Regions from separate parts of the Muntiacus reevesi genome. Here region 1 is linked to region 2. A link is a contact called in public Hi-C data. All regions are on one chromosome and are shown on one strand. The core of a region is the stretch at or near the end of the contact, and the rest is flanking DNA. Distances in the headings are between cores, read along the strand shown.

Region 1 (4,387 bases), core at 16-2,515, 340 kb after region 2:
GTCAATTCCTCAGAGGCCTTCCCAGACAAACCTAACTCAAATATATTCCACTTCACTCTTTTTAAATCCACACATAAAAAGTTTAAGTTCCATTAGGAAGGAATCTCACATCTTGTTCACCATTGTGATCCTAATACCTAGAAGTTCTTGGCACAGAGGGAGACGCTTAAAAACTATCTGTAGAATGAGTAAGTAACTACTGGGTTCTTTGTGACCCAATTTTGCAGGATGACGAAAGGCTTCCTGATTTAGAAAGCTTCATAAATTGAGACCTAAAGAATGAGTAAGAACTAGGTGGAATGGGATTCAGAAGGAGTCTGAAGGTGAGGGAGAATGGTGTATTTGAGGGACTCAAAAGGATATTCCATGTGGTTGGAGCACAGGGCTGGAGAGGTGGAAAAACAAAGTTGGAGTACTAGGCAAAGGCCAGACAAGAAGGGCCCCGTTAACCACGTTAAGGAGTTTAGACTTAAACCTGAGGGCAAACAGGAGCGACCAAAGGAAAGGTTTTTTAATGGGGAGTGCCCTGATCAGATCTGTACTTTATCAGCCTAGCAACATGGAGACTGTATTGGAACGTAAGGAAATTGAAAGAACCAGCTGGGAGGCTACAGTCATAGTTAGGAAACTGTTGTGCTGAACCAAAGTAAAACTGGCGAGAAGTGTATGGATTGAGATATTCAAGAGGTTGGTATGGCTTGATGTGAGAGACAAGGAAGGTACCTAGAAAACTTGTTTCTGGTTTGAACACCCTGCTCAGTTGAAGCACTTGTCCCTCTGAGTCATCAAAGCAGTTTGGAAAAGATCCCTTTTTAGCAGATACTACTGGGCATAGCAGCCAGCTGTGTACGAACCTCCGAGCAACTCAAAATTTGCAGTAGCACCTTTTCCTCCCTGTATTTCGGGTTCCAGACACTTACCCGTTTCCAGGCCGATGGCACACACAGACGCTCTCTGATTGACTGCAACAGCACCGTCTAAAATGAAAAGAACAGACCTTCTCACTCTTCTACTCTCATAACCGCCCTTTTATGGAAGAGACTGACTCCTGAAAAAACAACGTAGAATGCTCTGAGGCTCACTCAGAACGACGTTTAGGGGTCTTCTTAGGAGTCTCCGGCCCTTGTTCCCCGAGAATCTCCTCCCGCACCTCCTCACCTGAGGTAGAAGACCAGGAACCTGCCCGGGCGAAGCTCAGTGACGCGGACCCCCAGGACTCAAGCGGCAAGAGAGTGTCTGCCAATCGAATCTCCCGCGCTTCCTTCCGCCGGAAGTGACGCCATGACTGTCTGCCCTCAGAGCCAATCAGAAGAAGACGCCGCCGAGGGTGGAGATGTAACGCGACAACTTGTGAGCTTTTGGGAACGACCATTTTTGTCAGAGAGGGTTTGGCAAGTGTCCTTTCCCAACTGATGGAGCAGTAGAACAGTCTGTACAGTTGATTTTGAGGCAGCGTTGAGCCAGCTAGGCGTAGGGACCCCGGGAAGGGTGGTAGTGGGTGGGAGCGCCCCTCAGACGTTCACCTGGCTGACTGGAAGGAGAAGCGGAAGTCGGTGGTGGGAGAGTCGCGAAGACCGAAGGGGACTCCGCCCTCTGAGGCTGGGACTGCCCCCAAGGAGAGGGGAAGGCGGGGTCCGAAGCTGGGTGCCGGAAGACGGAAGGGGGCGTAGCTTGGAAGCAGGGACCCGGACCTAGTGGGATTCCGAGGCGACCTCAGTTGAGAAGTGGACTGCGTGGGCTTCACGCATGTGTAGGGGTGACCAACCGCCAGAGTCCCCTAGGAGGTGATTAGGCTGACCCGGAGGTGGCGGTGCAAAGGAGCCAGGAAGCCGTGCTACACTGGTTCCTATCTGAGTGACTTAGTGCAAGTCCCGGCACCTCTCCTCACCTCAGTGTCCTCAGCTGTAAGTGAGGGTAGCAGTCATACACGACCCATGATTGAGTTAGTGTCTGCCACTAAGACCAGTGCTATCGTGACCTGTAGTAGGACAAAATGAGGCCTATAACCCTAGAGACAGCGTCTCCCATATCGCTGAGGAACTGCTTCAAAGAGGTAGTGGGGAAGGTTAGTAGTATATATGATTTTAGTGAAAAGGGCAGGATATGCACACATTAATACGGATTGGTAGGTGCCGCTGCCAGTCAGGAGGAGCAGATCTGTACCCTGAGCTCCTCCTTTCAGGCTGTTTTGACTGTCAGGGCTGAGTGACTAGTGAGTGATTTAGTCCTTGTAGAGCTGGTGGCTAGTACCAGTTTTTAGTTGGCAGTAGCCCTTCCCGGGGCTGCCCTGGTGGCTCAGACGCTGAAGAATCCGCCTGCAATGCGGGAGACTTGGGTTAGATCCTTGGGTTGTGAAGATTCTCCTGGAGGAGGGCATGGCAACTCACTCGAGTATTCTTGCCTGGAGAATTCCATGGGCAGAGGAGCTTGGCAGGCTACCGTCTATAGGGTCGCAAAGAGTTGGACAGGACTCAAGCGGCTTAGCGCGTTCGCACGCATGCACACGCTATTATTATGTAGGGTTTGTGGAGGACAAGGATGTGGCGATGAAATAGAGGTGGACAGGGCAGGGTTTGGCAGTGACGATAAACGGGAGGATATAGGGTGGGGGGAAAGTGTTTGTGGGGGAGTGATATAGTTAAGAATGGGGTTCAGAGGTCAGATAGGAGGGGCCCTGGGATGATAAAGGCAGGCTTTGAGTCGGAAGGGACTAAAGGTAAACTCTAAAGAGGGCACGGTACAAGAGGGAAATGAAATCTGGCGGCGCCCTGTGGGACTGGGACAGGGGTCGGAATGGCTTGGGCAATTCGAATTTGAGAGGCTTTGCTGAGGGGCGGGGTGGCATGGGGTTTCCCCGGGGAAGGCGGGGCCTGTCTCGGGGGCGGAGCTGCGGGCTGGGCGGGGCGGCGTGCATCTGCCTGTCTCCCTTCTACCCGCTCTGCAGCCGCGGTCCAGAGCCATGGGGCGCCGCTCCCTCCTGCTCCTGCTCCTAGCTTTCCTAACTCCTGGGGCCTCCAGCCCCGTATCGCCGTCACTGAGGGCCCCTAGCAGCCTGCCCTGGTCAACCAGCTTCAGATCCCGCCCCACTATTACCCTGAAGTATTCAATTCGCTACATCCAACAGAAGGTAAGGCCAAAAGGGCTGGAGTGTCCGAGTGGGTGGCGAGAACTGGGGCTTTGTGGTTTTCAGGCACCGGAGCTCATCCGAAATTGCAGAACCCTGATGCTGAGGACTTGTCCGACCTTTGACTCACATGTTACAGATGGTGGCCCCAAGTCTCAGTCTGTTTAAACTCACCTACCGTCACCAATAATTTATTGTCAGTTCTGGCTCTACACTCCCTTCTGTGATTGACCATCACAGTCACTTCAACTCCTGCTTGCAGAGGATGCTTTAAAATTCCTTTGACCTCTCGCCAAATTGAAATTATTTAATGCCAGCTCTGGAGCCTACTTCGCGGTGACAGTCATCTTTTGTCCCAAAGCAGCCCCTAAGTTCAAATTTCTAATATCTTACCAGATAATATATAATATTTTTTCAATCAAAAATGCCAGTCTGTTGTCTCATGCTCAACTCAGAGTTGTTGCTTTTGTAACCCTTTTATTAAGAGTTTTCAACTTTCCCTGGAAGTTGCAGGAGTCTGTCAAAATTTGGAGAGGGGAGTGAAGGTGAGCATCTCTGTAGTTCTGAAGTCTGAGTTTAGAGGTTTAAGGTAGGCATGATACCTTTGTGCTTGGCTGAAGCATGAGGTAGGTATTCCCAGAGAAGCCTGGATGAAGAAGTACATCTTTTGTGAAATGACAATATCACTTACAGTTCTGTATTTCTGGGAGCCTGTGAAAAGATAGATGACCTTCCCAGGTGGCACAGCGGTAAAGAATCTGCCTGCTAAGGCAGGAGATAAAAGAGATGGGGGTTTGATTCTTCGGTGGGGGAAGATCCCCTGGAGTAGGAAATGGCAACCCACCCCAAAATTCTTGTCTGGGAAATCCCATGGACAGAGGAGCCTGGTGGGTTACATTCCATGGGGTTTCAAAGAGTTGAACACGACTGGGCGATTGAGCACGTGTGCGTGCTTGCATATGAAGATAGGGAAAGATTTGGGAAATGTTGGGATTAGAAGTACAAGAGTCTGAGGTTTGGCTTTAGGAGTTAGATCAGAATTCCAATCTATTAATACTAGCTCTATGACCTTGGGAAGTTTCATATACCTCTCTCAGCCCGATTTCTTGACCTCTGGGGGATTTGGTGGTGGTTAAATGAGAATACATGACATGTCCCTAGCAAAGTATTTGGTCTCAAGTAGATACTTAGTAAATTGATGGTTACTAACTTATGTGAATTTTGAATAGGAATTTGATATAGAGGGATGACGTGAACTTCTAG
Region 2 (4,491 bases), core at 463-2,962:
CTCCAAGCAAGAATACTGGAGTGGATTGCCATGCCCTTCTCCAGGGGATCTTTCCAACCCAGGGATCAAACCCAGGTCTCTGGCATTGCAGGTGGATTCTTTACCATCTGAGCCACCAGATTATTTCTAATCTGTCATTATTATAAATAACACTGCAAGAGTTAAAATTTTTTTTTAAATCTTAGCTACAGGGACTTCCCTGGTAGCCCAGTGGCTAAGATGCTACACTCCCAACGGAGGGCCCCAGGTTCAATCCCTGGTCTGGGAACTAGATCCCACATGCCGCAATTAAAATATCCCTTGTGCAGCCAAATAAATAAATAATAATAAAAACTTAAAAAAAATCTTAGCTACAAGGTAATTTTTTTTAGAGTAAATTCTTAGAAGTGAAATTAGCTATTCAATTTTTAGAGTTTATATATATTATTACATTGTTTTCCAAATATGTTATACTAACATAAACTCCTGCCAGTAGCTTGCGCAACTGTATCTGATGGTTTATTTGGTAGAACTGATCATTATTTTTTAGAAAATGTTTAACAGGTAATAATGATATATCCTTCTGTTATACCTTTTTTTTTTTTAAGCTGTGAGATTAAACTCTTTTTGAGGAGGGGTTGTTCTTTGTTTTTCAATATTTAAATAATCATTTATATTTCCTCTCCATACACTGTTAAAGCCCTGTCAGGAATTGTGTTCCTTCTCTTCTTTCTTCCCCCCCTACTTTAAACTTTTTATTTTGCACTGGGGTATAGCCGGTTAACAATGTGGTGGCGAAGGGACTCCTGTTCTTCTAGCGTGTCTCAGTGCTTAGAACGGTGCTTGTCACTCGGCTGACGCAAAGCGCTGAAAACAAATCGGTAAGATTGAGTGCTAAGTTTACATTCTTGTAAGAATAATTAAGCCACGAAAATCTGGCGGTTGTTCACCACTTTGCTGTGTTAGGCCCTCAGTCGTGTCCGACCCTTGGCGACCCCATGGACTGCAGCCCGCCAGGCTCCTCTGTCCATGGGGATTCTCCAGGCAAGAAAACTGGAGTGGGCAGCCATGCCCTCCTCCAGAGGATGTTCCCAGGTCTCCCTCACCGCAGGCAGGTTCTTTGTCGTTTGAACTAATATGAAAGAATTTACAGAGAATCAGTTCAGTTCAGTTCAGTTCAGTCGCTCAGTCGTGTCCGACTCTTTGCGACCCCATGAATCGCAGCACGCCAGGACTCCCTGTCCATCACCAACTCCCAGAGTTTACTCAAACTCATGCCCATCGAGTTGGAGATGCCATCCAGCCATCTCATCCTCTGTCGTCCCCTTCTCCTCCTGCCCCCGATCCCTCCCAGCATCAGGGTCTTTCCCAATGAGTCAGCTCTTCGCATGAGGTGGTCGAAGTACTGGCATCCCCGCATCTGAACCCCACAACTACTGTGTGCTGCTACTTTTAACGTTTTACCATGTGGGGAAAACTGGAGTAACTGAGGTCTGAGAGAGATAAAATGGTGATATATAAATCAGGTCGTCCCGAGAAACTAGAGAATTCAATTTCCCTCAAGACAGCAACTAAACCAAATAAATATGGTCCTCCCCTACACTAGAGGGAGAAGCGGCAAGAAATGAGAAATAAGAGCCTCGGGGGGACTACACTTCCCAGAAGCGCTCTGCGCAACTCCCGGCATGCTCGGCGGCCAAGACCTGCACGTCCCAGGTTGCCGCGGGGTTGGACGTGACTCTGTCGTCCACCAATCCAAACCGGTGATGGCCGCTGGCTCTCCGGCGGGAGTCGGCCGTTTAGCTGCACACCTCATTGCCAGAGAACGGGCACCGGGAGGTTCTGAAACAAGATTCCGCTTCTTAGGGCGGTAACGGCGTGTACGGGTTGGGGTGAGGCGGTGAGAGAAGCGGAGCCGCTGTGAACCATGCTGGTGAGCTCCGGGTCAGTCTGTGGAGGGGCCCAACTTCGCGAGACCGCGCGCGGTGCGAGCCTGTGCCGGGAAGCCCTGTGTAGTTGCTACGGGCCGAAAACTACATTTCCCAGCATGCTCTTGGCGCCAGAACTACGTTGCCCGAAAGCCTGAGCGCGATTCGCCCTGTCTTCTCACCCGGCTGCCTCCGGCTGGAAAACCCGTGAAATGTGGGGCCGCTGGCTTCGACCGCTCTTGCGTTGTGAAGGCGGCGGGAGCCGCCGGGTTTCGAGCCCCTGTGGGCGTTTTTCGCCGGCCCTGCGGAGAGGTGAGAAAAGGCACCGCGTCGCCCGATGCCTGTGTGCTCTGTGGGGAGGTGGTGCCGGTGGCTGGTGCCGGCTTGGGCGAGAGGAACGCGAGGGTGCCGCCGCCTCCCTCCAGCCCGCTCCGGGGCCTGGCGACCCTGCTGCCGAGCCTCGCCCCGAGGGGTTGAGGCGGTAGGCGCGACGGCCGAGAACGGGAGCGCGAGCCTCCGAAGGCCTGTCTTCCCGCCCGGCTCTTTCGCTCGAGCCCCGCCAGGTGTCTCTCTGAACCCTTCTCTGTCGAAGGAGGCTGGTCGTCCCCGCCCCCTCGCAGGTGTTGTAGTTTGTGCCCGGAGAGGCCCGTCACCTTTCGCGGTTTGTTCAAACTTAGACTGTTACTCGGGTGCCGTCCTCCAGCCCAGGTAATCTACAGCGCACGTTTCCCGTCAGGTCCGCTTTAGTTTCGCTCTAGTTTTCGGTACTCGGGAGCCAACTCCGAGAGATGATGAAGGACAGGGAAACCTGGCATGCTGCAGCCCGTGGGGTCACAGAGTCGGACTCGACTGAGCGGCTGAACAACCAGCGCTTTATTTACGCTGTGGTTTTCAGTATTTGGCAATCGCCTTTCAAGCAAAAGGAACGTGATCACGCGAAGCTACAGTGGTTGACGGGCGGGCGCGCCTGTCACCAGTGTGTGCTGGTCAACTGAATTTATTGAGAGTCATTCCCAGAATCTTTTCCCCACAATTTTTAAACCCTTTGGGGTTGTCTGCAGAGTAGGCACTTCGTACTAACCTCAGCGTTCTCTAGTGATCTAGGGTCACTAGATCTAGTGATGTTAGGTCCCTCATCACTAAACCGCGAAAGAATTCACCTTAATTCTTCAGTGCCGGGTGAACTGAGCTGCCCAGCACCACAACTTTGTGCTGTTTTGCTCGTTTCATTTTAGTCACACAGTAAGGCTGCAGTTATTGACACCCCCCGCCCCATCTCTAAGACTTGTTTAGTGCCCAGGGTCCTTGGCACGGTATTTGTACTTACTTAGGACGAGCTGGTTGGATGGCATCACTGACTCAATGGACATGAGTTTGAGCAAGCTGCAAAGATGGTGAATGACAGGGAAATCTGGCATGCTGCAGTCCATTGGGTTGCAAAAAGTCGGACACGACTGAGCGACTGAACGACAACAAAGATGTTGAGTTGGTGTGTGTATTTAGTCGCTCAGTCATATCTAACTCTTTTGAGACCCCCATGGAGTTTAGCATACATACACATTATGATGGACTGTACAAAAAACGGATATTTTTTGAACCCTGGGAAATCACCCCAGTCTCAATCTTTAGTAAACTTTCAGAGCTAATATAATTTGGGTCCCTCATCACTAAACAAATATTTATTGATTGTTTACAGTGTTCAAGTAGTTTAAGCTTGCCTCAAGTCAGTAATCAAGGAATTTGAAAACCTTGGTCTCTGACCCAGGGAAGGATCTTAGTTTTCATCTAGTTGAATTACCATTTTAAAGATAAAACAAGGCACAGGAAGATGTTATTTGTGTAAGTTTTGTGACCACTGGTGCTGGATTCCTAGTTCATTACTATTTCTCTTGCTTAGCAGAACATCAGAAACACTGAGCTTCTTAAAACAGTTTTGGCTGTCCCTGAGAAGTCAGTCTCTGGATGTGGAGTCCATAGATCTTGTGTTAGTTTATTATTTAATATATTAATGCTGATAATCTTGATGGAACTAGCACAGCATACATCAACAGACCAGCATGAAAAAATATATATTAATAATCAGCTATGTCATTGAAGTGTCACGACTCTAAAGTTAGTAATATTTTTTAATTTTTAATTTTAATTCAAGTATAGTTGATTTAGAGTTGTGTTAGTTTCAGCAGTGGTGTTATATATATACACATCTATACTATATGTTCTTTTTCAGATTCTTTTCCATTATACTTTATTTTCTGTTTTTAAATTTTTTTATTGAAACATAGTTGATTTGATTTTATAAATAGCAATTTGTATCTGCTAATGCCAAACTCTTAATTTATCCCTTCTCCCACTCATTCCCCTTAAGTTTCTTTTCTATGTCTGTGAGCCTGTTTCTGTTGTGTAAATAAGTTTGTTTGTATCATTTATTAGATGCTACATGTAAGTGATACCATATGATAGTTGTCTTTCTCTGGTTTACTTCCATTTAGTATGATAGTCTCTAGGTCCATCCATGTTGCTGCGGATGGCATTATTTCACACTTTTTTGTGGCTGAGTAATATTCCATTGTGTATATAATCTTTT

Evidence for each region. Hi-C and Micro-C count contacts between places; a contact is called where the count stands out from the background.
Region 1: a Hi-C map of blood shows a contact between it and region 2, with 3 times the contacts expected there. The contact joins the promoter of DDIAS here to the promoter of CCDC90B in region 2. A contact is called at or near these places in 2 of 3 Hi-C or Micro-C datasets (blood and muscle).

Annotation. Positions count from the first base shown.
Region 1 is chr5:12,627,219-12,631,605 of mMunRee1.1, forward strand. DDIAS (DNA damage induced apoptosis suppressor) reads right to left here and starts at 1,266. Exons shown (of 7, transcript XM_065936991.1): 1 at 1,159-1,266; 2 at 921-1,048. PRCP (prolylcarboxypeptidase) reads left to right here and starts at 1,311. Exons shown (of 9, transcript XM_065936994.1): 1 at 1,311-1,350; 2 at 2,945-3,127. The coding sequence starts at 2,960.
Region 2 is chr5:12,283,268-12,287,758 of mMunRee1.1, forward strand. It overlaps CCDC90B (coiled-coil domain containing 90B), which reads left to right and starts at 1,713. Exons shown (of 9, transcript XM_065936973.1): 1 at 1,713-2,219. The coding sequence starts at 2,120.